Regions from separate parts of the Mus musculus genome. Here all the other regions are linked to region 4. A link is a contact called in public HiChIP or PLAC-seq and promoter capture Hi-C data. All regions are on one chromosome and are shown on one strand. Each heading gives the region's core, a stretch centred on a gene start, on an enhancer-like site or on the middle of the called end of the contact. The rest is flanking DNA. Distances are from core to core; before and after follow the strand shown. Region 1 holds the start of Mrps7 (mitchondrial ribosomal protein S7). Region 2 holds the start of Nt5c (5',3'-nucleotidase, cytosolic). Region 3 holds the start of Jpt1 (Jupiter microtubule associated homolog 1). Region 4 holds the start of Ubald2 (UBA-like domain containing 2). Region 5 holds the start of Tmem94 (transmembrane protein 94).

What was found. Promoter capture Hi-C pulls out the DNA fragments that hold promoters and counts their contacts. HiChIP or PLAC-seq counts read pairs in DNA pulled down with a chosen protein or histone mark.
Region 1: a FOXA1 HiChIP or PLAC-seq map of pancreatic cancer cells shows a contact between it and region 4. The contact joins the promoter of Mrps7 here to the promoter of Ubald2 in region 4. A contact is called at or near these places in 3 of 39 promoter capture datasets (hippocampal neurons, liver and pre-B cells) and 2 of 115 datasets of contacts at active chromatin or transcription factors (bone marrow-derived macrophages and pancreatic cancer cells).
Region 2: an H3K4me3 HiChIP or PLAC-seq map of bone marrow-derived macrophages shows a contact between it and region 4, with 6 times the contacts expected there. The contact joins the promoter of Nt5c here to the promoter of Ubald2 in region 4. A contact is called at or near these places in 3 of 39 promoter capture datasets (hippocampal neurons and liver) and 1 of 115 datasets of contacts at active chromatin or transcription factors (bone marrow-derived macrophages).
Region 3: a contact with region 4 is called in a FOXA1 HiChIP or PLAC-seq map of pancreatic cancer cells. The contact joins the promoter of Jpt1 here to the promoter of Ubald2 in region 4. A contact is called at or near these places in 2 of 39 promoter capture datasets (cranial neural crest and liver) and 3 of 115 datasets of contacts at active chromatin or transcription factors (memory CD8 T cells, microglia and pancreatic cancer cells).
Region 5: a contact with region 4 is called in a promoter capture Hi-C map of liver, with 5 times the contacts expected there. The contact joins the promoter of Tmem94 here to the promoter of Ubald2 in region 4. A contact is called at or near these places in 3 of 39 promoter capture datasets (the 3T3-L1 cell line and liver), 1 of 484 Hi-C or Micro-C datasets (embryonic stem cells) and 1 of 115 datasets of contacts at active chromatin or transcription factors (pancreatic cancer cells).

What each region holds. Positions count from the first base shown.
Region 1 is chr11:115,599,658-115,605,612 of GRCm38.p6, forward strand. Mrps7 (mitchondrial ribosomal protein S7) reads left to right here and starts at 4,483. Exons shown (of 5, transcript NM_025305.3): 1 at 4,483-4,586; 2 at 5,064-5,255; 3 at 5,366-5,429. The coding sequence starts at 4,504. It overlaps Gga3 (golgi associated, gamma adaptin ear containing, ARF binding protein 3), which reads right to left and starts at 4,259. Exons shown (of 17, transcript NM_173048.3): 1 at 4,171-4,259. The coding sequence starts at 4,210. It also overlaps the pseudogene Gm25364.
Region 2 is chr11:115,488,103-115,493,739 of GRCm38.p6, forward strand. It overlaps Nt5c (5',3'-nucleotidase, cytosolic), which reads right to left and starts at 3,712. Exons shown (of 5, transcript NM_015807.1): 1 at 3,505-3,712; 2 at 3,169-3,269; 3 at 3,036-3,096; 4 at 2,751-2,865; 5 at 2,323-2,642. The coding sequence starts at 3,684. The coding sequence ends at 2,497. Armc7 (armadillo repeat containing 7) reads left to right here. Exons shown (of 3, transcript NM_177778.5): 3 at 611-2,364. The coding sequence ends at 972. It also overlaps the pseudogene Gm11694.
Region 3 is chr11:115,510,651-115,516,722 of GRCm38.p6, forward strand. Jpt1 (Jupiter microtubule associated homolog 1) reads right to left here and starts at 3,743. Exons shown (of 5, transcript NM_008258.2): 1 at 3,570-3,743. The coding sequence starts at 3,625.
Region 4 is chr11:116,431,066-116,436,512 of GRCm38.p6, forward strand. It overlaps Ubald2 (UBA-like domain containing 2), which reads left to right and starts at 3,029. Exons shown (of 3, transcript NM_176902.3): 1 at 3,029-3,363; 2 at 3,494-3,556. The coding sequence starts at 3,244.
Region 5 is chr11:115,762,215-115,767,868 of GRCm38.p6, forward strand. It overlaps Tmem94 (transmembrane protein 94), which reads left to right and starts at 3,219. Exons shown (of 32, transcript NM_028014.3): 1 at 3,219-3,339.

The sequences.
Region 1 (5,955 bases), core at 3,233-5,732, 830 kb before region 4:
GAGCAGTCGGTGCTCTTAACCACTAAGCCATCTCGCCAGCCCTCGCTCAGCTTCTTAAAGCACTTCCCACACCTTCCACTGAGTGTGCAGCAACACTGCCTTCACAGGGCACAAAATACAACTGGGTAGACAGAGTGCAGCGTGCCAGTGTCTGCAGCTCACATGGCACACTATCAGCCCCAGCAGCTACAGTCCTGAGGGTGGTACGAGGTGACTCTAGCTTTCCAAGTGCCCAGCACGTCACGCACTTCACAGTCTCCCTCAGCTCACACAAGACGAGCAACAATGGAGTTCTCTCCTGCAAACCTGGCTCTGAACCACCCCTCTGGTCCTGCTCTGACTCACGGTTTGTCTATTTTGGGCCTCATTCTCTGATGCTTCCATCCCTCCAGATTTCCTACCTTCCCCTTCTGCGTAACCACTGCTAGCCTCAACTCCTACAGGACATCAGCAGATACAGATGAGAATAACCAGCCTTGGCTAATCTAACTCCTCATGGCCTGGGCTTCTCCGAGGTTTCAAGTTGCACACAGCAATGACTGGAAATAAGCAGACCCAAAAGCACAGCAAAGGAAGGGCTAAGGTCAACTGCCCTGCTGCTGCTTTGTTTGTTTGTTTTGTTTTTGTATAGCCTTGGCTGTCCTGGAACCAGCTCTGTGTTTGTAGACCAGACTGGCCTCGAATTCAGAAATCTGCCTGCCTCTGCCTCCCAAGCGCTGGGATTAAAGGCGTGCGCCACCACTGCCCGGCTTTCCCCTCTTTCTATACACACTGCCTGCCACTATTCAGAGCATGCTGATATCTACTCCCAAGCCCAGATCTGAAACCTTACTGCTGTCTCTTCCCTTTCCTTACCCGTTCCTGAGTTCACCCACACCTTCAATTTTTATCACATATTTCCTTACTGTTCTATGTGGGAAGGGGGTGGAAGGGGAGATGTGTGGCATGTCTCAAATGTTAAGGTCAAATGACAACTTGAAGAAGTTGGTTCTCTTTCCACCATGTGGTTCCCCAGGATCAAACTCAGGTCCTAAGGCTCAGTAGCAAGTGACCTCACCTGCTGAGCCACTTCAGCCTCTGGAGTCACCTTCCTAACCATCAATCTTTCTCAGTCATGCCCTCCCAGAATGTCTCTTCTAACCCCGGCCCACCTCTTCTCTCACATCATCATATCACCTGCACACACACACACACACACACACACACACACACACACACACACAGGCGCGCGCGCGCGCGCGCGCGGGCGCTTCTCTCCTCATTTACATGGCTTGAGTGGCTGAACTCAAGTGTGGCCAGGCTGGCACAGGAAGCACACTCACTGAACTATCCTGCCTATACTGCTTGGTTTGTCTGTTTTTGGAAACCGTCTCACCCTGTAACCCTTAATGACACTAATTCTGTATGTATCCCAGCTGGCCTCAGTTTGCGGAGCTGCTCCTGGTCCACTGTTCACGTGCTGGGAAGTCAGATGTGAGTCACCACACTCGGCTTACTCTCATCAGTCTAAGTCAGGTCCTGCCACCACTCCTCCTTACAGGTCAGTTTTATCAGGTGTAAGAGAAATGGGAGCCTGCTAACTGCTAAATGTCAACACGTAAAATGCCCCGTGTCTCAGATGGTCCCATACTCCTACAGTTGCTAACTGGTGTGCTCTACACACCGCCACCCAGCATTCTCATGGTGGGTTCCCTTTTTTTTTAAGTCCTAGCTTGCTGCTGTCTTCTCCTTCTGTCTTAGGTCATTCTCCACTTCCCTTTCACCGGTTACCTAAGGAAACCTACATTTTAGTACTTAAGCTGCCACTTAGAATCTTTACTGCCTCAATTTCTATCCATTCTGATAGCATATCCATCAAACTAAGGCAAAGATATCTTGACTTTCCTGGGCTTTTTTTGCTTCATTTCTGTCTTTGTAAGGCTGGCATGGAATCCAGTGCCTTGCACATGTTAAGTAAGAGGTCCACCACGGAACAAATGGTTAAACTTTGTTGTTCTTGTGTTCACTTCAGCAGCCCATAAACTAACATTAGAATGATACAGAAAGATTAGCACAGCCCCTTTGCAAAAAATGACACTCAAATTGGTGAAATGCTGCCCCCTACCCCTTCTTTTCCAGACAGGGTTTCACCGTGTAGTTCTGGCTGTCCTGCAACTCACTCTATAGACCAGGCTAGCTTTGAACTTACAGAGATCTGCCTGCCTGTTTTCCGAGTGCTGGGATTAAAGGTGTGCACTACTATGCCTGGCTAAAATAGACTCACTACTTGCTAAACACTAGCTGAATGTGCCAAGCGGGCCTCGAGAGAGAGCTGAAGTCATCAAGAGATGGTTTGTAAGGAAGGATATTCTGAGATAGGTTTGAAGCACATAACTAAGCAAGGGATAAGAGGGCTTCAGGGTTAATGAGAACAGTGTGTGCTGGTGGGAAAAGCATCACCAGGCCATCAAAGGAAAAGGCAGGTAATGGCCAGAGACAGACTGGGAGGAGGGTAGTGGGGTGGCAGCCCTGGAATGGTGGTAAGCTATAACTGCTCTCTTGGGAACAGCATGCAGAGTGGACCAAGGAGAGGCTGCTGCAGTAATTCAGGCAAACCGGAGGTGACAAGGACCTTCACAAAGATGGCACTGACTGGTTCAACGGACTGGTATAAGTCACACTGTCTAGTCAGACGGTGAAATCCCAGCAGTTCTAGATAGAGCAGAAAGAGCAGGCGTTTAAGGCCAGCCTTGGCGTCCTGAGACTCTGTCTCACAAAGACAAAACACCTAAGTCAACCCTGCTTAGCGCAGCTTAGGTCATTTATACTACTCCATTTTTCCTGTTACCGTCTGTGTGGTGAATCAATTCTGCTCTGGCTATTACCCAGTCACACGGTTCCAGGAAAACGGTCTGAGTGGAGGCAGAATGTCCTCTTTGAATTGTGGCCACAGAACCTGTTTCATTAAGTGAGATACTGGGTCTACAATTCCAATTATTTTCATCTTTCAAGAAGGGGAGCTGGGCGTGGTGGTGCACACCTTTAATCCTAGCACTGGGGAGGCAGGGGCAGGAGGATCTCAGTGAGTTCGAGGCCAGCCTGGTCTATACACAGCTGACTGGACACTGGGATCCTTGGGTAAATGATTTTAGCCAATGCCTGTAATCCAGCACTGTACACTCCCCAGAGAACTGTCACATATAGGGAGATGGCTCTATGCCCTGCCCGCAAACATCAGACACTGCAACTGTGATCTTACTTTTCTTTTGGGATGTAGCTTCCCTTAAAGCTAATTTCAATCTCCTGAACAGTAGTTCTTAAGGAAGGCCATGCCTCTAGGAACAACACTCAAGACATCAAAGAGACAACTGTATTCCGTAAAGGATTTCCAGCTCAGGGCTCTACAAAGACGTCTTACCTGATTCGTCTCCATTTCAGAGGCTCTCCCGGGGCTAGCCCTTAGTAAAGTTAATTTATTGACCCTTGATAAGGCGTGATTAACCAGCCTTATTAACCCTTACTAAATAACCTGGATGAACTGTCCGCTAACGTTAAACCTTATTCCTTTGGAGCAATGTACAAATTAGTAAAGATAGCAACACGTCGATATAGCAGCAGTCATTGTTTTTTGAGTTACTCAAGAGCGGGTTATCTCGTTAAAATGAGTGCGTGCATATATGTGTGTGTGTGTGCGCGCATGTGTGTTCCTTCAGTACATATTTAGCACGCTTCGTGGTATATTGTTCCCTGTAGTCGCGCTTTGGAAATGAATTCTCACTTCCAGCATCCTCACTGAGGATGGTCCCACTCTGGAAGCTGCCAGCTGTGTTGTGTGTGCGGCGTGGCACCGCTCAACCCTCCCCGAGGGACCTGTCCAATGCCCGGTCCCAGAGCACAGGCTGGGTGCAGCCCCACCTCAACCTCCCCACGACGCCCGCCTGTCAGCCCAAGGCGCCCGGGTGTCGCTTTCCGGGCCTGCAGGATCTCGCGCTGCAGGTGTCACCCGCGGGAGCCTGAGGACGCGCGGCGGGGAAGGGCCGCTGCTCGCAAGGGGTGTGAGCGCCGGATGCTCGCCGCGAGGCGACGCCGGGTGTGGACTGCCGCGGGCCGCCGCGGCGGAGGGGATGGCGCAGGGAGGGAGGAGGCAGGCCCGTGGTTGGAGGTCAGGTAGAGGCGGCCCCGGATACTCACTCAGCCAGGACTCCAGGCTCTCCCCTTCCGCCTCCGCCATATTGCAGCCGCCCGGTCCGGCCCTGCGCCCTCAAGCCTCGCGAGGTTCTGCGCGAGCAGGGCGGGGGCGGGGCCCGCATGGGGGCCTGAGCGCGCCGAGGGCTGCGGTCCACGGGCGCGCCGGACCGCGTCGGAGGCCGCGAGGGCGAGGATGTGTCTTCGCTTCTTCCTCAGAGGGAACCTCTGAAGGGAAACCCACGCCCGAGGAAAGTGCGCAGGCTCTCATCCGTGTCCTGTCGCTCACTCACGCAGGCGCGCTGTGGGCAGCCCTCCGAGGTCCTGACAGCGGCCAAGATGGCTGCCCCCGCGCTGCGCGCTCCGCTTCGCTGGTCCGGGCTGGCCCTGGGAGTGAGGTGCGCCGTCTGGAACCTTCCAGGGTGAGAAGGCAGCGCGTAGCCGGGACCGCCGCTCGGACCTTCACGGGAGGACCTGGGGAAAGGAAAGAAGCCGCAGGCGAGCTGCGCTGAGTTCTGGCGCGGGAGGGCACTAACTCGGGGCGCCGAGATGGCTGACTCCAGCCATTAAACGGGCCGGTTTGGGGGCTTAGTACCCTGTCCTATGCCTGACAGGCCGGGATGACCTAGATCGGTTCTACCCGGAGCCGAGAGTGCGGCCCTGCTAGAGATCGGAGAACTGGCTTGCGACGGAACAGTGGCCAGTTTCGGGGTGGGGGCTGCCTACCTCTTGGGACAAGGGTCAGAACTGCTGTCAGGTTAGCAGGCGGTCCCAGCGCCACCGTCCCTCGTCAGCGTGATGGCACTTGCGGCTTACTGTTAAGTCAAGCTTGTTCACTTTTGTGGAGTCACAGATTCACCCGTAGGGTTCTGTCTGCTTCCTCCTCGCCCCACTCCCAGGCTCACACAGGTGAGGGGGAGCCGCTATGCCCCCGAATTCCGGGAGCCCTTGATTGACAAGGAATATTACCGCAAGCCGGTGGCGGAACTCACCGAAGAGGAGAAGTATGACCAGGAGCTCAAGAAAACCCAGTTTATCAAAGCTGCGGCCGCGACTGAAACCAGCTCGGTGTTCGCAGACCCGGTCATCAGGTTTGGCGCAAATGCTCCTCTGCTGTGGGCTGGAACTCACCTGGGGCAGTTTTCTGCTGAGGGATCCGGAGTACAGCCCGGGAAAGCTAACCATGTTTTTCTCCTTGAAGCAAATTCACCAACATGATGATGAAGGGAGGCAACAAAGTTCTGGCCCGGTCTCTCATGGCTCAGGTAAGGCCGCTTCTTCCTCTTCAGCTTGTCTTTCTTTTCCCTCAGGCTTGGTGTCTGCGTTTTACACCATGGCTTCAAAACTAGAAAACAGGTTTCTATTCCTGCCATTAAAATTTCCAAGATCTGAGATTGGTGGTGCCCACCTCAAATCCCATCGCTGGAGAAGGCATTTGAATCCAGCACTCGAGAAGCAGAGATAAGTCAGGCCTGCTTGAGCTACAGAGTGAGTTCTGGAACAGAGCTACTTAGTGAGATCCTGTCTTAAAAACAATCAAAACAGAGCCAGAGGTAGGCAGATCTCTGAGTTCCAGACAGCCAGAGCTGTATATTAAGATCCAGTCTTGGGGTGGGGTGGGGGGACAACCTAACAATAAAAGAGGCAGAGTTGGGAAAAGTTTGAGGCCAGGATGGTCAAAAGCTAGTTTCACCCCGGCCAGAGCTACACAGAGTCCCCAGAAGTTTCCCATTCTGTCAACATTAAAAAAAAAAGTTCTTGCCTGGGTGGTGGTAGTTCACACTTTTAATC
Region 2 (5,637 bases), core at 2,462-4,961, 940 kb before region 4:
AGGCAAACCTAGGCTTCAGAGCAAGTCTTTCTCAAAGCTAGCCCCCAAAACTCTCCTGAAGACACTACCTTTCATTTTAATAGTGTGTGTGTGTGTGTGTGTGTGTACGAGTGCACGTGAATACAGATGTCCACAGAGGCCAGAAGGGGTTTAATACCCCCTGAAGCTGGAATTCATGCTATCCACTGGGGGTCCTGGGGATCAAACTCAGGTCCTCTGCCAGGGCCATACACTGTCTTAGCTGTTGAGCCACTTATCTAGCCTGGAGACATTATTTTTAAGCTCTACATGGTATTTTTTATCCAATGAGCTTGCTGTAATTTACTTAGACTTAGCATGTCGTGAGGTTTCTGGTTTCTTTTTCTTTCTCACTATCCTTTTGGGGGAGGGCTGATGCTGGGGACAGAAGTCAGGGTGACTCCCAGGGTGGACTCCTGAAGCCTTGGCAGAGGACTGGGTCTTGGTGACCTTGCAGTCCCTGTCCACAGGCAGACTTCTCCCCAGGCCCAAGTGCTTCCTCAGGACTCACTAGCCAGAGAGAGGCTGGGAGGCGAGACAGAGGAAAACCAGAACCCAGGCACCCGGCTCATCCACCTTTGCCTCTCTCCAGGGGGGCTCTGCAACCTGTGCGCGGACAAGGCCAACAAGGAGCACGTCCTGCAGGCGGGGGGCCTCCCGCTCATCATCGGCTGCCTGTCCAGTCCTGACGAGGAGACGGTGCTGTCTGCTGTCACCACTCTCATGTACCTGAGCTCGCCAGGCTCCCGCTCCCATCCCGAGCTGACCTCCCTGCCCGTGGTCCAGTGCATGCTGCGCTTCTCCATCTCTGCCAGCACACGGCTCCGGAACCTGGCCCAGATATTCCTAGAGGACTTCTGCTCGCCGAGCCAGGTGGCTGAGGCCCACAGCCAGCAGGCCCATTCTGCCCTGGGGATCCCACTGCCAAAGACTGAGGCCCCACAGCAGCCCTGACCCAAGGACACTTAAAGATCCTGCCACAGGTATAGGAAGCAGAAGGCTAATAGCATCCTGAGCCCATCCTGCGCAAAGTGGTGCTTGTTCAGCTGCATGCAAGCTGCAGTCTTGGCATGACAGGCGTTTGCATCCAGGGAAAACAGGAGGAGGGACGAAGCCAGACTTGAGATGCTTAGAGGAGAACCAAAGCTGGTATGGCTTTCATGGACTGGCAATCAATAAACTACAGACAGACCACCACCTCTGCTGCCCCCAGTGCCCAGCTAATGCCCTCGTGTAAGAAGCTGTGCCCCTGGGAGAGTGGCCAGTACCATGAGTGTCCAGAGTAATTTTGATGGCTAGAGATCAATCAGCCTTATTGTCTGGGGAAATGCCGTGGGTTGACTCCTCCCGTGTTGAGGCTGAGTATCTGGGCATGGTAGCATTGACTTGGAGAGCTCTGCAGAACAGAAACAACTATCCACACAGCCCTGCTCTCTGCGAGGCGCCCTAAGAGGAATGCAGAGGTGAAGTGTCTTCCCTTGGGTGTCACAGCTTAATGAGTGTTAACTAAATGGCCATTGGGCATGAAGAACAAGGCCCTACAGGTGTGAGAGCAGAATGAAGGAGAACTGAGGGCACCCGGGCATGCCTTGTCTCTCTGGAGAGGCCCTACATAGGATCCTTGGGTTAGACAGCAAGACAGTGACTTCTGTTTTACCAGGCTGTGGACCACTCATGTGCCAGCTGCCAAGTGTGGCATCCCTGTCTTTTCAAAAGAGTTGCTCTGGCCCCCTTTGCCTATGGGTCAGATCTTCTGACACTTGGGTGGGAGCCCTGAACATGAACCTTTCATGGGCTATCCCAGTCTGCTTCCTGCCATTCTCTCAGGAGCCACAAGCCTCCAGTAGGTACTGTCAACCCCTCAGGACTCAGATGCAGACCTTCCATAAAGACACCTAGAAACTAATGTCAGGGGACCATGGCGGCCCAACCTCTAATCTAATCCCTTGAGAGACAGGAGCGGGATAGCGATGAGTCTGGTCCACCTAGTGAGTTCCTGACCACAAAGGTCCGATAGAGTCTAACGAGCTCCTGTAACTGGTTACCCCGCCCTCCTCTGCCACTGAGAAGAAAAAATGGAATTAGGGGATAAGCGAAGAGCAGTCCTGACAGGAAGTGGAGTTTAGGGAAAATGGGGGCCCTGATCACTCAGCATTGTCCCCCCTCAGATGGACAACGAAAGCTGAGGAAGGAGATCTACAAGGGCTGGAGAGGGGCTGTCGTACAGCCACTGGATGAAGGAAGGCTCCCGCTCCCATCCTGAGCTGAAAAGGAAAAGGAGCATCAAAGATCCAAAGCCTCGCGTTTGGTTTTTATTTTTATTAAAAACCTCCTGATTTTCTCCACTGTATTTGTGTGCTAGTCTCCTTCTTTCCCGTGTAGGCCTCCTGGGAGGAGCCGGAAAGCAGTCTGTTCAAGTGGCTCCCTGATTAAAGAAAGTCACCTGTCCAGGCAGGGTCCTGTCCACCTCAGGGTCCTTCACAGGCTGGCTCGCTTGCTCTCAATGATCCCCCTCCAGTTGTCACTCCAGGAAAGCAGCCGTCTCCTGGTGGGGGGCAGGGCCAGGTGCTGATTGTGGCAGCAGGTGAACAAGATGTGCTCCCAGCTTGGGGTCTCCTCTAGGCCTGGGCAGTAAAGACAGCGTGCGCTCTGTAATTGGGTCATTTTTACTCCTCCTTAATCCCAGCAGGCCAGATGCCTGGGGGTTGTCAAGGTTAACTGGCTGGCCCAACCTTGAATGTTGTCTTTGTCATCAATGAGCAGGTCTCCCATGACCACCGTCTTGTCCCTAGTCAAGATAATCCGCTCCACAAACTCTGGCCCCAGGTTCTGCTCCACCCAGCGGTACTGTATAGGCGGGAGGGGTGGGGAGAGGTCAGTGGAACTTGCTAGGCTCAGAATGCAAGATAAGTAAGGCATGGGGGCTTAAGTGGGACTAGCCCTCAAACACGCGGGACCCCTTTCACCCAGCCCCCATTTTCTGGTTTATTTTTTTAAATCAGCGCAGGCGCCGGCACCTTCTCGCCCACACAGTGGTCGTACTTCAGCAGTGGGGTGGTGCAGATGAAGACCTCGGTGCTGCGGAGAAGGGGTGCAGTTAGGCCTGGGGCACTGGCCGTCTTCCCGCCGCCCCCTCCTCACCCTCCTTACTCTTTCATGTCGTTCATCTCTCGCAAAGCGTCCAAGGCCCCAGGGATGGGCTCCAAGTTTAGGAAAAAGCCTGGAGATTCATACACACTGGCCACTTTTTCCTGAAAGAGAGAGATCTTGGTCCCGCTCCTGCTTTCCAGTAGGGGGAGCCCCAAAGAGGACACACACACACACAAAGATTCTGCAGGAGACCTCGGTTCTAGTGTGTGTGTGTGTGTGTGTGTGTGTGTGTGTGTACCCTTTCAAGCTTTCTGGTTCGGGGGTGAACTGTGGATTCGCACAGCTTGGCTGCCTAGAAGAGAACTCAGCCTAGAGGTTCCCCATCGGGTCTCCTACCGCCAGGTCCGGCCTCAGAGCTCCGTACTGCTCGTTGGCGAGGAAGCCCCGGCGCTGTTCCAGCGGCACGTGCGGTTCCTCGGGAAAGCGGCGGCGAAAACCCTGCAGGAGGCCGGACTCGAAATCAGCTAGCACGCCGTCCATGTCCACCAGCACGCGCACGGGCCGCTTCACCGCCATTGCCACGCCCGGTGTCTCCGCAGAGCACAGCGGCAAGCACGGAAGATGCCAGACCCGGAAACAAGCTTCCGGGACCGGGGTAGGGGCGGGCCGGACTTTGTTCATTTGCACAGAGTGGCCAACCAGGTGCCCAGGATGGCATTGCGTCCCTTACGGGGCTGCCGCTCATGTGCAGCATCAGAATCCCTCTCCCATAACCTCTAAGATCCGAAATACTTTCTTGGCAATGGGGAACCTGCTTCGCATGCTGAATGCATCCTTTGCCTCTCCCATGTTTGTCCAGGCTGGAAGCTGACAGGATCGTGAGTCTCCCAGTTCAAGGGATGAGAAGGACCCCTTAAAGACAACCGTGGGCATGAGCTGGGCATGAGCTGGGCTCTCAAGAGACCGGACTCATAAGCCAGACTTGGTTTGAAACAGTAACATTGTTTTCAATCTGCGTCCACTACTTTTTCCTGTGGACCCGAGGTCTCCGGTAGAATCGAAAACTTGTATGTCCCTCTAGAAAATGTTAAGCGTTCACACACAGAGACACAACTTATTCTTGTAGATTTCAGAGTCAATGGCGACATCACATCAATTTTCCAACCTATAAATGCAGATTTGAGTAATGACTCCCCCCCCACCCCCGACTCAGGGTTTCTCCACATAGCCCTGGCTGTCCTGAAACTCTGTGAACCAGACTGGCTTCAAACTCCCCGAGGTTTGCCTGCTTCTGCCTTCCATGTGCTGGGTTTAAAGGTGGGCACTGCTACACCCCGATAAGACATGACTTCTAACCCATGGCAGAAGTTTGTCAGCATGGAGCCCGACATCTCACTTGAAGAAAAGCCAGTTTAAAACAACAAAGGAGCAGAGTGTAGTGGCGCACATTTTTAATCCTCACACCCAGGAGGCAGACCTCTGAGTTCCAAGACAGCCAGAGCTACTTAGTGAAGACCTTATCTTAAACAAATTTGGGCTGCAGAGATGGCTCAGCATCGGTTAAGAGTACAGACTGCTCTTCCCCGGGTTCTGAGTTCAAATCCCAGCAACCACATGGTGGCTCACAACCATCTGTAATGGGATCTGATGCCTTCTTCGGGTGTGTCTAAAGACAGCTACAGTGTACTCATATAAATGAAATTAAAAATAAAAAAAGCTCTTCTCCTTTCCTCTGCCATCCTGCGCATTACGCCTGATTCGGTTCTCCTTTCCTCTGCCATCCTGCGCATTACGCCTGATTCGGCTTCTTGCCATGTCTTCTCACAAGACTTTCCGAATCAAGCGATTCCTGGCCAAGAAACAAAAGCAAAATCGCCCCATTCCTCAGTGGATCCGGATGAAAACTGGTAACAACGTCAGGTTCAACTCTTCTCTTAGAAGACACTGGAGGAGAACAAAGCTGGGTCTGTAAGGATTCACACAATGGCAAGACTGAGGGTTTATACTGAGTTGTGGTCAGCAATCAGTCCTACCAGACAGATTTCAACATTTTTAACCTGGAGACTTGCTCATGTCTTAAATTAGGGTGTTTGTCTAGTAATAAAATATAGAACCTTTTAAAAAAATAAAATAAACAATTTTTTTCTTTTCTTCCTTTATTCTTTTTATTTTTATTTATTTTTTGTTTTTTTCCTTATAAACATTTTTTTTAAAAACACAAAAAAGCAAACAAAACTGGTAAAACAAACCAACAACAACATATCCCGGTGAATTCTTACTTAGGGACTGAATTTTCACTAAGCCAAACCAATTTTCACATAAACTGAGTTAAAGTTCATCTGCTGTTTTTTCTCTCCTGCCCTTTCAGTAACTTTTAAAATATTCTGAGAATCCCATACATACATATTGTATCCCATACATATTGTATCTTTACCCTATTTAACTCAGGCTTCTCCCAACATCTCCTGGACACACACCCCTTACTTTTTTTGCAACAGGGTTTTTTTTGTTGTTGTTGTTTTTGTTTTT
Region 3 (6,072 bases), core at 2,493-4,992, 920 kb before region 4:
GGCAGCTCACAGCCACCTGTAACTCTCTAGGGGATCAACACCTTCTGGACTCCGCTGCACCCCTCCAGCAAACAGATAACACAACGAACCACTCTTTTGCAGGAGGGAGAAGGGCAGAAGAGATGGCGTGGAGGTTAAGAAAGCTGCCTGGCTGCTCTTGCAGGACTCAGATCCGAGTCCCAGCACTGACATGTGGCTCACGAGCATCTACAACTTCAGGTCCAAAGTATTTGACACCCTTTTCTGGCCTGAGGACCAGGCAGGCATGTGGTTTCAGGCAAAACACTCATATACATAAAATAAAAATGAATTTAGAAAGATTTTTTTTTTAAAGAAATGGGGGCACACAATGACATCAACTAGAAAAACGGAGTTCTCAGCAGTAAGAGGACCAGAGTTCTTGAAGGGACCAGAGTTCAGATCCTAGGACCCACATCAAGTGGCTCCTAACTCCCTGTAACTCCAGAGGATTGGATGCCTCTGCCCTCTCAGGTATCTGCAACTCACATCCACACACAGACATGCATACCCATAATACTCTCCAGGCCTGAGCATCGCATCTTACTGAGACACTAATGTCACAGCCTAGGAGGAAGGCAGAGGCCTACAGAAGAAAGACAGTCCAGGGCTAGAAAACAAGAAAACCTTAAAGTAACTCCATGTGTCTGTCCCTGAAGATAAACACATGTGCTTGTCTGCTGGCTATGAGGACCACGCCTTAAATCCCACTACACCAGAGGCAGAGGCAAGTAGATCTCAGTGAGACTGAGGCCAGCCTGTTCTACACACTAGGCCAGCAGCTGAGGCCACACAGTGAGATGCTGTCTCCAAACAAACAAACAAACAACCATTAAACATCTAAAACTATGTCCATGGGTGCCTTTTAATCTCGGCACTCAGGAGACTCAAGAAGGGCACAAGTTGGAGGCTAACCTAGGCTGGCTAATCCAGGCCAGTGAAAAGCCACATGGCTGAGATCCCATACACACACACAGACAAAACCAGCTCTATTCATTATATAAATCAAGATAAATGTGTTATGGTATATACTTGCCACCCTCCCACTCCTGCCTCCCTAGTGCCGGTATAACAGGCTCACACCCCCCAACCAGGTTCCCAGGTAATTAAGTTGTTTAAATTACTACTAAAGGTATAGATAAATTCTGGGGTGATTTTTTAGGGGGGAAGGGAAGTGGGGAGCTGCTGGGGGCAGAACCCAGCGTCTTGCCCAGGCTACGGACAAACCACCACATCTCCAGCTCTACAGGTTCTTTCTTACTGGGTAGAACTGTTTTGAATTTTTACCTTAAATGACTGAAAACACTTGAAATATTAGAATCAACTCCAACGTGCCTCTTTGTCCTCCCTCAATCCCCAGAGAGGGAGGCTTTCATGGCTAAGTGGAATTAAAAGCCCATGGAATTCTTCAGAACCCTAGTGGACTTGGCCAAGAAAAAACAAGGGTGGGGAGCACTAGCACCCAGCTAGCTTACAAATCTGCCAAACCTGCCTAGTCCAACTTTTACTGGTACTATGATAGCAGGTACTACCTCCCCAATGACGTCAGCGTTATAGAGACCATCTGAAACAGAGAGCGGTTCCCAAACAAAGGATTTGCTTGCAAGACAAAGTACTTCAGCTGTGCTTTGGACTCTTTCTTTTTGAACCACATAGATAGTAACTGCTTCAAGGTTGCTGAGTTAAGACCCAAAAATGTCATAGCACAGACAGCAATTTAAAAATTAACTCCTTTCTTCCATCCCGACTCCCATCACCCCAGCACAGCATTCACCACTGAGGCTGCAGAGCAAGCATATTACTGAAGAAAGGGGGTGAAGAGAATTGGTCAGATTTCAGGAGTCGGGGAGAACCTTAGCACCAACACTGGAGGGCAAGCAGTGGCAAAGGAGGCTGCAAACACGTTGTATTTGTCTCATGTCAAGCACGCATGAAAGGCCCTGGGCTCTGAAATGCTCTACAAAGCCTGGAGCTGAGCTTTGAGTCCCAAAAAATAAAACCCAGATTACACATTGTCTTGCCAGGAACCAGTGTCAGACCAGGAAAAGTTGGCCTCATCACACAAAACAAAAACCCAGGGCTCAATCTGTCCCTGTGTCCTTTGTAACAAATTACCTCATTTGAAGGATGACAACAAGAGGGAGTGACCCAGTCTCCTAGGTCTAATCTCCAGTTCTGCCCCGCCCTGTAAGCGCTGACCCCTTCAGTTCCCTTCCATCACACCAATTCTTTTACTACTTCCTGAAACTGAAAGCAGTCTGTAGCTGCCCCAGCTTCCTCATAAGACTACTCAAGGAGGCTGCTTTTTGTCAGCAAGTTGTCAAGCCCCTGTGAGAGACACTGCTGTTCCACGCTGCCTTCTTAGCCCCACAAAATGGCTCCCTTTTGTGCCACTTGGTCGGGACCCCAAGGCTTGGTCACACTCAACTGTGGGTCATCATCAATGGAAAATACATGGCCAGAGAACATGGAACCAAGCCTTTGGGAAGATCAAAGAGATGCCTGAAAGCCAACTTAAGGGACTGTGTGCCACTAGCTGAGACGATGTAGATGGACTCCCTCCGCTGAACAAAATATCTTCACCAAGTTAAGTGAGGGGTAGGAAACGGGTCCCAGTCCAGTCACAGAGCTCCTCCCAAAATGCAGTGTACTGGGGACAAGCAAGATCCCAGCTTCCAGGAAGGGATACTACATACTACTGGAGAGACAATGGATGGCTCCCTAGCCCCGCCCAAGCACAGACAACCTCCTCCTCCAAGAGAAGCCTGCTCTGGGGTGAACTCATTCGGCCAAAGTCAATGGGAGAAGTAAAGAAGGCGACATGGAAGGGCAGAGGTCCGAGGACCTGAGCGCAGAAAACCCATTTGAGCAGGCTCACGGCCCCGCGCATTCGGAGGTGGGCGTGGGGAGGGGGAGGAGACCCGATCTCTCCTTTGTTAGGCGCAGGGAGGCACTTTGATAAGAGAGCTCCTGTCCAGGGCTGGAAGTGGAGGGAGGGGATGACCAGCCCCGCCCTACCAGAGGTGCACCTGCTGCGCAGACACGGACACCCCGGCGGGCCACCACGAGGAAAAGAGCCTGCAGACCAGCCGGATCAGTGCTCAGATTTGCTCGCAGCGCCCAAGGCCGGGGCCAGCACACGCCCGAGCCAGAAGCGGGAGCGCATGGCCCTCATGTGGGACAATGGGCCCAGGGCCCTGCAGGCTCCTTGGGCTCCTGGGAGACCAAGCCCACCATCCTGGACCCGACCAGTGTCGCCGCGGGTGGCTGAAAGAAGATCCTCCCGCACACTCTCACCGACTCCAACCTGCCGTACGGCAAAGGGCCGCCACCCACAGTCCCCCTCAGCTGTCGTTACCGGGGAGAAATGAATAGAAGGGACGACTGGGGCGGGGCCACAAGCCGAGGCAGTCCTGCCGCACAAAGCGGCGCCCACTCCTTACTCTGCCACCCTCCCCCGGGCGCGAGCGCGGTGCTCCCGGCCCGTTACCACCAACGCCCCGCGGTCCCCACAAGCCCTGGAGGGCTCGAGCCCTACCCTGTCGCCTTACCGGGAGCTGTTCCTGCTGTTAGGGTCCACACCCTTAAAGGTAGTGGTAGTGGTCATGGCGCCAAGGGGCGAGGTAGGCTGGCCCTGAAAACGCCAAGGGGGACTGGGACCAACAGGCGCAGACGACTCCAAAAGCTAAACCACCAGGGCTCCACGAGCTTCTACCGCCGCGGGGCTCGCCGGACTCCCATTTTATAGAGCCAATAGGGCCCACCCTCCACATGCCGCCATTGGGCAATTTAAAAAGATCTCTTCATTTCTATTGGTTAGCTACAGTGCTAATCATAGATCGGCGTCAGGACGGGCTGCGCGGGAGACGGCTCGGCCTAAGCCCCGCCCCCTTCCTGTACAGAGAAAGGCCGCTGTGGTCTCCCCTCCTCCACGCCCTCGACAATCTGGTGGTGCTCAAGTGTTCACGGTCACTTTAAAAAGTTACTTGAGGGGCTGTCGAGGTGGCTCATAAGGAAAAGCCCTTGCCACCCAGCATGACAACCCGTGTTCAATCTCCAGGACCCACAACGTGTAAGAGACCCAACTCTCTTTTTTTTTTTGTAGAACATGATTTTAATATTTTCAACTGTTAATACTCAACAAGCAGAATAATTATTTTAAGATATACTTCGTTATTATGTCTTCATTTCTGATTTTATTAATTTGGATACTGTCTCTGTCCCTTATAGTTAGTCTGGCCAGGGGTTTATCTATCTTGTTGATTTTCTCAAAGAACCAGTTCCTGGTTTTGTTGATTCTTTGTATAGTTCTTTTTGTTTCTACTTGGTTGATTTCAGCTCTGAGTTTGATTATTTCGGATACCCAACTCTTGAACCTCTGACCTCCACGCACCCACGCACTGAGACACACACACACACACACATACACACTACCTAGCTACCTAAATAGAAAGCTACCTCAGCAGGATGTGTCGGCACTTCCCTGCAATGCCTTAACTTGGGAGACTGAGGCAGGAGGATCACTTTGAGTTTCAAGCCAGTCTGGTCTAAACAGTGAGACCCTGTCAAAAAGAAATGAGGGGGAGGCAGAGAAGGAAAGCAGGAAAGAGAGAAGGGATGTCGTGTTAAGGCCATATGCTAGTACTGCAGAGGACCTAGGTTCAGTTGCCAGCACTCACAGGGCAGCTCCAAACTGTAGCTCCAGTTCCCTGACCTGGGCAGTTACATGCAGGCACACACATGTACACAACGTAAATCTTTTGCCAGGCGATGTAGCACATGCCTTTAATCCTTTAGTCCCAGCACCAACTCAGGAGTCAGAGGCAGGTGGATCTCCGAGTTCTAGGCTAGCCAGAGTTACACAGAGAAACCGTGTTGGAGAGGGAATTTTTTTTTTTTAAGGTCCGAGGTGGGGGTGCTGCACACCCCTAATCCCAGCACCCTGGAGGCAGAAGCAAGATTTCTTAGCCTCAAAAAGGGCGGGGGGCACACAGTGGTCTACACCTTTGAACCCAGCACTAAGGAGGCAGAAGAGTCTAGGACAGCCAAAGATGTTACACAGAGAACTCCCCCCCCACCCCACCCCCACCCCCCCACCCACCCACCCCACCCACCCTCACCCCTACCCCCCCGTCTAGGAAAAAAAAAAAAAACAGAAACAAATGAAAAGAATTCCTGGATTAGCCTGCGCTAACTGGATTAGCCTGTGCTACACCATCACCCCACATCCCGCTGCCGATGCTTTAGTACCGTCCCAATGTTTGGTTACACCAGCACTCCTCCCTACTCCTGGCAATATAGGGCAGTGCCACTATGCAGGGTAGATGGCTAACAAAAACCGTAAATCCGCTCTTTAACCTGACCAACGTGTAGGAAATAACAATGTTTTCTCCACGCCCCAAATAAGCCTTCAGCTTTCCATGCTTCTGGGTGGAGATGAATGAGACCTTTCACCACTAGGACAATCTTTCTTTCCTTCTTTCTTTTCTTTCTTTCTTTTTTCTTTTTTTTCTTTTTTTGGTTTCTCTGTGTAGCCCTGGCTGTCCTGGAACTCACTCTGTAGACCAGGCTGGCTTTGAACTCAAAAATCCACCTGCCTCTGCCTCCAGAGTGCTGGGATTAAAGGCGTGCGCCACCACTGTCCAGTTTAGGACAATCTTTTTTTTTTTTTTTTTTTTTTTGAGACAGGGTTTCTCTGTGTAGCCCTGGCTGTCCTGGAACTCACTCTGAAGACCAGGCTGGACTGGGAAACCTAATGAAGCAATCTTAAAGAGTCCGTAACAGAAAAAGTGCTGAAATTCCAGGGGTTTTGTTTTGTTCTCTGTGTTATCTACGTAGCCCTGCTGTCCTGGAATTCCCTTTGTTTTTTAAAATTTTTTTTTTTAAGATTTATTTATTTGTAAGTACACTGTAGCTGTCTTCAGACACACCAGAAGAAGACATCAGATCTCATTACGGATGGTTGTGAGCCACCATGTGGTTGCTGGGATTTGAACTCCAGACCTTTGGAAGAGCAGTCGGGTGCTCTTACCCACTGAGCCATCTCACCAGCCC
Region 4 (5,447 bases), core at 1,779-4,278:
TGGTCCTGCCATTGATGTAACAAGGATTTTGTTCTCTCGGAGGCTACCAGTTGTGTTTCATTTGTTATTAATGGCATGTTTTTATTGCAGTGTTTCACTGGCCTTGTATTGTCCTCTCAGATTAAGATAATAACACCTTCGGTTAATAATACCTTGCACTTGATTCGCTTTCATCTCCACAGCTCAAAGTCCTCAACAAACATGACCTCATCCATTCTTCCCCGCTCCCGCCCAGGAGCCCCGGAGCCCCCGAGCCCCGCCCCGGAGCCCCGAGCCCGGGGAGTGGGGGGGTAGGGGCTCAGTGGTGCTCCTTCGGCTCCTAGCCATTCATCTTCAACCAGATTCTCAGAAGCCTTAAGTATTGATTAAGCCCTTCCACCTGTCAGGACCACAGATCACACGCTTATTTCTGGAGCTCTTCCTGCCTCCTCTTGGGATGACCTTCGCCCACAGAAGATCACCTGAGCTCCAGCCCCTCAGGCTTAGGAGGCTTGCCCGCTCTTCCCAGCAGTCCACAGCTGGGTCTTGCACCGGGTAAACATTAGCTGATCCTTAGAGATTAGTTGCCTTAATGTCCAGGAAACAACAGATTTTTCAGTTTTTATCTTCCTTGAGAGCTGGATAATTCTTTACATAGCCTAGGCTAGCCTACAAGTCCTAATCCTCCCGCCTCAACCACCCAGATGCTGGGAATTACAGACCTTCATGTACCCCCATAGTAGCGGGTGTGGGAACTTTTTAATGAAGACCTGGAGGCTATAGGCACGTTCTCTTAAAATGTCTGTGTCCAAAGTCGACTTTGCTACTCACCGCCCCGGCATGCTGGACACCTGTAGGTACTTGTGAATACCTGCAGCCCACAATGACAGTGCTTCCTTGTTCTAGGGCAGCTCTTGGCCCGAGATCCCTGGAAGTGCAGGCTGCTGGCTGTGCCTTTGTATTTTCACTTTGCAGTTACCTTGGGGGAGCAGGGAAAGACCTTGAAACTCTACAGGGGCCACCTAGCCTACACAACCACATCTCTGCATTCAAGCAACCCGTGATAAAATAATATCAGGACAGAAAATTGTATCGGTACAGACTTTTTTCTTTTTTTAAACATGCACAGATTTCCCCTCCCTATTTCTTGAACAATACAGTACAACTATTAGTGCTTACGTTCTATTAGGTATTATAAGGCATTTTAGAGGTTATGTACAATATATGAGGCTGTGTAGGGGTTATGTACAAACGCTATGCTGTGTTATGCTATGCTACATAAAAGAAGTTGAGTGTCAACAGCTTTAGGGGACCCTGAAACACGGCTGGGGGGGGGGGGTCTATACTTGACTTCCCAGGCACACTTACAGCCTCAGCCCGTGGGCGTTTTGGGGATATCTAAAGATAATTATAGTACTCCTACCCCTTCAAAACAAACAAACAAAACAGAAGACAAAAGAAACAAGATTAACTCATCCTTGCGCCCAAAGCTTTTTGTTCTCTTCTTGTGGAGCTGGGGAGGTAGCCGGGGCTTCTGGTAGGCTAGGAGAGCTCTCCAGCCAGCTGTGCATTCATTGGTGTGCAAACATCAGTTGTAACCTTATTCTTAGCTAGATACTTTCTAAAAAACGGGCAAGTTCTCTTAAAGAGAACATTTAGTCCTTTTAGGTAAAATAAAAAGAGTTCAGTGAGTAAAGGCGCTTGCTGCCAAGTTTGTCAACCCCAGTCTGGTTTTACACCCACACCATGGAAAGCGACTCTCACTGCCTCTGCCTTCACTGGCAAAGAAATAGAAGTGAGGTTTGCTTTCTTCTGTTCTGTCCTTCTGTTCTGCACACCCTAACTAGTTAGAACCTTCGCTGTAATTAGTTCTGATGAAAAACAGTATATGTCTTCCTGAAACAGGAGCCTTCACAGTAAATTCCCAATCCGATCCTCCAGATCAGGGTGGAAACAGTTCCTGCCCGCTCCCCATGGTCTAGAATCCTTGGATAAGTGGGGCTCTTATACCATGTGTCATTTTTTCCTACCAGCCAACTTCACCATCTTGTGTACCTTAAATCATCTTTAGGTCACTTTAATACCCAATACAATGTAAGTTTCATGTGAATAGATGTATCAATGTCCTCTTGATCAGGGAATAATGACAAAGAAAATGTCTTCATGCTGAAAACAGGTACTTTTTTTTTTTTTTTTTTTTTTAAAGCATAAGGTTTTTAAACCCCGAGGCTGGATTATGCAAAGCATGCCCTGGCACTGGCTATTCCCCCCCACCCCCGTGTGTGTGTGTGTGTGTGTGTGTGTGTGTGTGTGTGTGTGTGTGTGTGTGTTTGGAGAGTTTCTCTATGTAGCCCTGCTGGCTGTCCTGGAACTAACTCACCATGTAGGCAAGACTGGCCTCGAACTCAGAGCTATCCGAATGCCTCTACCTCCCACTGAGCCCTGAAATTAAAACCATGTGGTCACTACGCCTGGTTCTTTTGTGTTGTTTTGTTTTGTTTTGTTTTGTGGTGTTAAGAAATTGAACCCAGGATCTGTCTGCCATGTTTCAAAAGTTTTCTTTTTCTTTTCTTTTTTTTTTAAGAGAGACTGTTTAGAAGCTATTTAAAAATTTAAATACTCTTGAGAGTCGAGTAGCTGCGAAGGTTCTGTGTGTTTTCTATTTTGATCGTTCTGTTTCTCGAGATGACCACATCTTTCAGAGGAAATGAGTCAAAGCCACTCCGTCTTGCTTTTCCAGCTGAGCATGTTCAGTTTCAATGAAGTAATGAATGAACTTGGCCAGCACCACCCCCACGCCTACAACAGCAAACACTGATGACCTCCACCAATCAGAACGCGGTCAGGGTTTTCGAGTTGAGTTCAAACAGGCCTACGGTAGGCCAATCAGCGCATCACGCCCCGCCTCCCGATGGCGGCCCCAGCCAACCACCAACTCGGAGGAGCCAAAACACGGAGGCTGGCCAATGCCGGGGTGCCCCCGCGGCACCGACTCCGCCAATGGGCGCGGCCAGGCGAGGAGAGAAACAGAGCGGCCGGGCCCGCCGCAGGATTCGAATCGAACGTCCGTGTGGGAGCCGGCGGCTGGCTGGGCTGCGCGTGGGCCAATCAGCGGCGTCGGCTCACGGCCCCCGAACGTTGGGCCTGGCGGCCCCGCCCCGCGCTGTTGTTTGCGGCGTCGGCGCGGCCGCGCGAGCCGAACCACAACATTCGCCGGGCGGCGGCGGAGCTGCGAGCGTGAGCCCGGGGCGGCCGCCCAGCGCCATGTCGGTGAACACGGACGAGCTGCGGCACCAGGTCATGATCAACCAGTTCGTGCTGGCCGCGGGCTGCGCGGCCGATCAGGCGCAGCAGCTGCTGCAAGCGGCGCACTGGCAGTTCGAGGTGTGCACCGGGCCGGGGTCGGGAGCGCGCGTGGGAGCCGGGGGCCGCGTAGGGGGGCCGCGGCGGGGGGGGGGGGGGCCGGGGCGGCCAGGCCTCGCTCACGCCGCTGCGTCCCGTATTTTGTCCGCAGACCGCCCTAAGCACGTTCTTTCAAGAAAGCAACATTCCCAACAGCCACCACCACCCGCAGATGGTAAGTGTTCCCCAGGGCCGCGGAGGGGGCGCTCGGTGCGGCAGGGTCGCTGTCAGCCGCGCCGGTGACAGCCATGTTGCCGGGGAGCGGCGCGCCGCGAATGTAAACAAAGAGCCAAAATGTCTTCCAGGAAAGAGCGCTCCCAGGCCGGCGCTGGCTCGCCCAACTTTGGGACCCGCCTCCAGGCCGCTGGATCGGGGCCTGAGGCCCTGTGCTGGGCGCTGTGCCCTGGGTGTAAGGGCCTTGGTGTTGGGGAGGTGGGGGTAGAAGGAAGGGAAGACGGCTTCCAGCAGGATGTTGCGATTCTGATAGCAGAGGATGGGGAAGGGGCTCGAGGATAACCAGACCTTTGGGGACTTCGGGGTGGTGGGGGACTGAGGGATTTGTGTCTTGATGCAAAACACACACACACACACACACACACACACGACTGAGGTAGGGATTTGTGTCTTGGTGCAACAAACACAGCCGTGTGCACACACACACACACACACACACCACCCACCCACCCAGTGCTGCAGGAAGCAGGGGAGGGATAGATCCACCCTGGCTCCGGAAGTCCAACTCTACCCACAAAGGTAGGCTGGCCCTTCCAAAGCCTCCAGGGAACATAACCTTTATGGAGGATATACAGATTTATATACCTAAGGTGAGGCCAAGAATTTCTTTTAATCTCAGTATGTTAAGAAACAAAACAGTCCAGGAAATAGTTCTTGGAGCCTGGATTTGTCCTCTTCCAACTTGGCTCCAGGCTAGAGCCTTTGCCCTCTGGCCAGTGGGTACCCTGCTTTCCTGAGGCCAGGCACATCCCTTCTCTGCTCTAACTCCTAGTTAGCTATTAGCTCCAAACGTGTAGGAGGGCCTGAGCCCAGGAGAGGGGTGGTAAAACATTATTCCCTAAGAGATCTGCCATTGGACTTTTTTGTTTTTTTTGGTGTCCTTGTCCCCAGGAGACAAGACTACATGTGGATCTTCTGCTGTATCTTGTTCTCAGCACTTTTTTCTTCTGACAAAAACGAGCCGCCCCCCCCCCTCCCCGCGTGGTGGCGCACGCCTTTAATCCCAGCACTCAGGAGGCAGAGGCAGGCAGATTTCTGAGTTCGAGGCCAGCCTGGTCTACAGAGTGAGTTCCAGGACAGACAGGGCTACACAGAGAAACCCTGTCGCGAAAAACAAAAAAAAAAAACAAAAACAAACAAAAAACGAGGGGGGATGCTCAGGAAGGAGAGTCTGCCTCAGTTTAAACTAGCTCTCAACATTTGGAGTAAGATTGGAAAATGAATGATGCTGTGGGCCCCAGCCACTGCGGCCAAGCTCTTAGAAAATTCAGGTGGGATTCATCATGCCCAAGACCCCCTCCTACATCCAGCCATCCAGACCTCCAGCTTCCTAGACCTGGGAGTCTTCTGCTTTCATCCTGCTCAGTGTCTTCCTATGCACAAGACTATTCAGAAAAGCATAGCCATGCTGAAGGGCCTGGAACAAGGAAGCCAGCAAGCCCCAGCTTGAACTGGATTCCCTCCCTTCCCCCACCTTTGTCAATCTGTGTGTGTGTGTGTGTGTGTGTGTGTGTGTGTGTCTGTCTGTGAGTGTCTGTGAGTCTGTGTGTTCTCCTTGGAAGCTTCCCTTGGGAGACTGCTGGTTTTGTAACTCAGACGTTATAATCAGCACACCCAGGAGGGACCTGTGCTGGAGGCCTCGCCTGCACAGTAGGGAACAGCAGCCCTGTTCTGAGAGTCAGTCCAGTTTTTAAGACAAAATAATTAGAAAACTTAAATAAAAACATTGAAGCCAGCACTTGGGAGGTTAAGGCAGCAGGATGGCTGTGAACTCTAGGTCAGCCTGGGCTATCTAGCTGCATACTGTCTCAGATAAATACTTTATATGAAGA
Region 5 (5,654 bases), core at 1,969-4,468, 670 kb before region 4:
TACCAAGAACAGCAACAATCTTGGAGCAGAGCAGAGCCTAGCAGACCAGTTGTGTGTGCTGCAGAGCCAAAGCTGGAGAATTGACCCATGCCCTTTGGAAGATCCCTAGTGAATCCCAGACACTTGGATATTGAGTTGTTTATACTGATGGAGTTTGGTTTTGCTTTGTTCAGACGGTGCCTGTGCCTTTTTTTTTTTTTTTTTTTTGGTTTGTTTTTCAAGACAGGGTTTCTCTGTGTAGCCCTGGCTGTCCTGGAAATCACTTTGTAGACCAGGCTGTCCTCGAACTCAGAAATCTGCCTGCCTCTGCCTCCCGAGTGCTGGGATTAAAGGCGTGCGCCACCACGCCCTGCTGCCTGTGCCCTCTTGAAGGGAGAAAGTATCTATTTTTTTATTTGTTTTGTTTATGGAAGCCCACAGCTGAAGAGTCTTGAACTTTTAAAAAAGATTTTGGATTTTTAGAGAGAAAGGATATTTTAAAGAGAATGAAGTTGTTTTTGTTTTTTTGTTTTTGTTTTCTGAGGCAGAGTTTCTCTGTATAGCCCTGGCTGTCTGGAAGTCACTAAATAGACTAGGCTGGCCTCGAACTCAGAAATCTGCCTTCCTCTACCTCTCAAGTGCTAGGATTAAAGGCATGCGTCACCACTGCCCGGCCAAGAATGAAGTTTTTTTTTAATATTTATTTATTTATTATATTTAAGTACACTGTAGTGTGTCTTCAGACACTCCAGAAGAGAGCATCAGATTTCGTTATCGATGTTTGTGAGCCACCATGTGGTTGCTGGGATTTGAACTCAGGACCTTTGGAAGAGCAGTCGGCACTCTTAACCACTGAGCCAGCTCACCAGCCCCGAGAATGAAGTTTTAATGTGTTTGAATTTGTAAGGACTATAGGGTATTGGAGGTTATTTATGTTTTATATTTTGATATTGGTAACATGCCATCTTGGGGATAAACAAGAAAGGCAAGGTTCTAACTGAAAACTGATGTGTTTGTGAGTCAAGGGCTCAGTTGTATGGGCTAGACTTTTTTTTTTTTTAAAGATTTATTTATTTTATTTTATGTGTATGAGTAAACTGTAGCTGTATAGATGGTTGTGAGCCTTCATGTGGTTGTTGGGAGTTGAATTTTTTAGGACCTCTGCTTGCTCTGGTCAACTCTGCTCGCTCAGTCCCTGCTCCCTCGCTTGCTCACTCACTCTGGCCCAAAGATTTATTTATTGTTATATATATATAAGTACACTGCAGCTGTCTTCAGGTGCACCAGAAGAGGGCGTCAGGTCTCATTACAGACGGTTGTGAGCCACCATGTGGTTGCTGGGATTTGAACTCAGGACCTTCAGTAGAGCAGTCAGTGCTCTTACCCACTAAGCCATCTCACCAGCCCCTGTATGGGCTAGTCTTATGTCAACGTGACACAAGCTAGAGTCATCAGAAAGGGGGGAAGCTCAATTCAGAAAATAGCCCCACAAATAACTTTTTACAAAAACAATAAAAATAAAAAAATAAAAAATTGCCCCGTAAGATCTGGGTGTAGGCAAGCCTTAGGACATTTGGGTGAGGGCCTACTGTGGGTGGGGCCATCCCTGGGCTGGTGGTCCTGGGTTCTGTAAGAAAGGCTGAGCAAGCCCCGGGGAGCAAGCCAGTGAGTGGCCCCTCCCCATGGCTTCTGCATCAGCTCCTGCCACCAGGTTCCTGCTCAGTTTTTCTTGTCCTGACTGAGTTCTTATCTTGACTTCCTTGAGGATGAACCAAAGTGTGAGCTGAATAAAGCCTTCCCTCCCTCATGCTTCTTTGATCATGGTGTTTTATCACAGCAAGCGTAACCTTAACTAAGGCAGGATTCCCCAAGGGCTCCAGGTTTTGTGGAATGAAGTAGAAAGACCCCAGACCCAGGTAACTAACCAGTTCTGTGCAACAGACAGGGAAGCAGCATGGGAAGGGAGTGTTTGGGCTAAAGTTTCACACGGGCATGTATTTGCATATTGGCTGGGGGTTTTGTTTGTTTGTTTTGAGACAGGGTTTCTCTGTGTAGCCCTGGCTGGCCTGGAACTCACTCTGTAGACCAGGCTGGCCTCAAACTCAGAAATCCTCCTGCCTCTGCCTCCTAAGTGCTGGGATTAAAGGCGTGTGCCACCACTGCCTGGCTGCATTTTGGCTGTTATTAGCTGCAAAGAAATGTAAAAGCTCAGAGAGCTACTGAACAAAGTACTCCAGCATGTTTAAGACTGTAGTGAGTCCATGTGGCAATGAGCCCTGAAAGTGGCTATGTGGCTATCTCCATCATGTTATGAGCATCTATGGTTATGTGGAGAGATTTGGACTTCTCCATCTGTAGTGATAAACTACAGATGTTTGTGTTGAAGGTTTGTGCCAAGGTTCTATGAGTGTTCAAGGTAACAGCTGAACTGGTTTAAACAGAGTTAAATCAGTAAAATGGCTTCTTGTCTAGCCGAAAAGAGGGATTGTAATCGCATGATTAAATTCATTATTATAAGGAAGGGGCTCTTTTTTCCCAGGACCAGATATGACCCTTTCTGACTTCATAAACAGAAAAAAAAACTTTTTTTTTTTTTTTCTAAAAGCAACCCTTCCAGACTTAGATCTCTGGGAAAATGGAAGTAAATACTGACACAGGCTTATTTTGTTTTCCCAAGAGAGGGTTCCCAAGCGATTTCTCTAATTAGTCTAGAAAAAAAAAGTTGTTTTCAAGCTTGTTTTTCCTTTTAGATTTCAAATGAACTGAGGGTGAAATAACAGTATTGCTTTAGATTCTCCAGCTTTGGTTGGTCCATAATATTAGTACTGAGGGACTTTTAAAGATTAAGGAAGAATTGAAGAAAATACAGATAAGGCGATTTTTCAAGGGCCTCATTAAAAAATAATAAAGGGCAGAAGGTATCACCTGACCATGGCTCTAGAAAAATTTAGTGGGTAAACTAATGGGGAGGAAATTGTATGATTGCCTCTAGTCTGGTTCTATAGCGCTAAAAACGCGGGAGCTTCGTGCCGGAGATAGGACCCAGGCTTCCCCGGATCGCTTTAGAGTAACAATCACACAATTCCGCCAGGCTCCCGGAGGGGCGGTGGAGGTTACAGCTGAGCGCACCAAACAGCCAATAACAAATCAGAATCTTCCGCCTACCTCGAATTTCAACCAATCAGCGTCGGGATCTTTGGCTTGTTGGCCTGCGCGTCTGTTGCTGGGGGAAGGCGGCAAGCCTCCTCAGAGTTGCCCACAACGGACATGGCTGCGGCCCCTGGAGGCGGGGAGGTGAAGTGAGGAGGGGGCAGGGAGGGGTGAGGACGCGGGCGAGGAAGACCGTCCGAGGGGGCCCCGGTAAGTACGAGAAGGCCCGCGGCCCGAAGTGGGGAGCAAGGGGGCGTGGGGCTCGGCCTGCTGCGCCCTCTGAGTTCCTACCCGAGGCGAGGAGCGCCTGGGGTGTGCACCTAGCAAGTGGCACCAAAGGGGGTGTCTCTCTGTGCTGGAGGAGAGGGGCCGGCCGGCGCCTGCCTGCAACTCCGGGCCGGCTCCTTCCCTCACGTCCTCAAGGGTTTTTTGGTTTGTTTGTTTTCGTTTTCTCATGTCCCCTCTCTGTCCTGGCTTGCCCCTTGCCGGGGTCCCACGTCAGAAATAAAGGTTGTGTCCAACAAAGAACCCTTGGCCCAGGTCCGCCGTGGCTGGGCCCCGGGCCAGCGACTGCCAATCCTGATGCCACGAGTGTTTATTTGTAGGCCCCTGGGTGTCCCCGGCCCAAATAAAGGCGGTTTTCTGCCACAGCGCGCGCTGTGCTCGCCGCCCGGAGTGGACGGGATCTCTGCACCCGCCCGCCTGCTAGACACTGCGAGGGACTTCCAGTTCAGTGCAAGGCTGCGATGTTGCAGTTGGGGCGTGCTTCCCCGATTTTAGAGTCACATAAAGATGCTTCGGAAGCCAGCGTAGCACCACAGCCTTTGCAGTTCTGTAAAGCAGTTTCCCTGTTTTTTCCCTACCGCGAAACCCTACAGTTAAAAGCCTTGGGGGAAGGTTCAGTACCTAAAGCAACAACAAATAAGAGTGACGGAGGGAATAGAAAAGTTTGACGGTCACTTTCAGAGTCAGACCATTGTACAGTGTAGGCTCATCCTGGAGAACGAATTAGCAGTTCAGACAGAGTCCCCGGACACTCTGCAGTGGAATGTCACCGGCTGTATTCGCTGTCACTTCTCTCTTGGCAGAATTACAAGCAGGGGAACCTAGAGTCTGGCGAGCACTGCATTAACAAGCTACCTCTTTGATAATCAGTACCCCCAGGTAGTTTGAGAGGTAACTGCCCTTGAACGCCCGCCTCTGCACATTCCACTTGGTATAAGACCTCAATAGATGGTTAGAAGACAGGCAGGAGGCTGGCCAGGCCACAAGAGGGAAAGAAATCAGAAAACACTTGACATTTCTATTTTAAGTGGCTAGGAAGTGCCAGCTCCCAGGGAAGAGAGTCAACCTCAACCGTTTGGAAGGCTTACCTCCTGAAGAACGAATTAGCAATAAAGGTCACAGTCCTTGTGCTCCTCCCTGCTCCTTTCCCCTAAATTGGACTCCAGAATCAATTTCTATACAGCAGTCAGATGCTTACTGCCGACACGCTAGGTATTATTTAACCTGTCGTGGTCAGTGAGCTGGAAAGACCTTCGGGGCCTCTAAGGACACCCCTGATTTCCGAGTGAGAAGGCTCCTGGTCTCCCACTGCACCTTGCGGTAACCGGTAACCCCGTGTCGGTGGTTTTTATTCCGTTGCTATTGTGTCTGTGTTCTGTTCACTGCGCTGTCTTCCATGGCTGAAAAGATAAGTTTCTGTAATAGGGTTTGAAAGTCTAGTTTGCAGGCGGGCTTAAGTGAAGTAAAGGTTAGGCCGCTGCAGAATCGGAAAGTTTTCCTTCCAGAAGACTCAGCCATTGTGGTTTGGTGATCAGGGGTTTGTATAATCATCAGCTTGGCCTGCGGCTGCCGGCTTGGTAGTAAACAGTGCTGGTCACATGGTGTGGGAAGGAGGGAAAGGGCCAGATTTCAACCCAACCTTGACGCTCTCTCCTCCCTAACCCTGGTACATCTCACTATGGAGTTGTTTTTGGTTTTTGTTTTTTCAAGACAGGGTTTCTCTGTGTAGCCCTGGCTGTCCTGGAACTCACTTTGTAGACCAGGCTGGCCTCGAAGTCAGAGATCCTCCTGCCTCTGCCTCCCGAGTGCTGGGATTAAAGGCGTGCTCCATCACTGTCCGGCCACTGATAGAGTTTTAACATAATCGTGTGATCTCGGTTTTTATAATTTCGGGATCCACTGGAAGAAGACTCTTGTGCTAAGCAGCCTTCCTTTGCGGGAAGTTCTCAGAACCTACCGGGAAACGAGGAAAGACGTTATTGATGAGAGACACAGAGGCGTATAAACCTGCCCTGGGCTGCAGCAAACTCAAAAGACAGCAGCACCGCTTTGGGAATGTTAGGCAGAGCCAGAGTTTGCTGGGTTTTTCTTTTTAGTAGTGGTGAAATAATGCATTTCCTGAGACTTAGCACAAGATCTGTGGCAGTTAGTACATTTGTGTTATTGTAAGACCACCACTGCCACCCATTTCTAAAGATTTATTTATTATATGTAAGCACACTGTAGCTGTCTTCAGACAC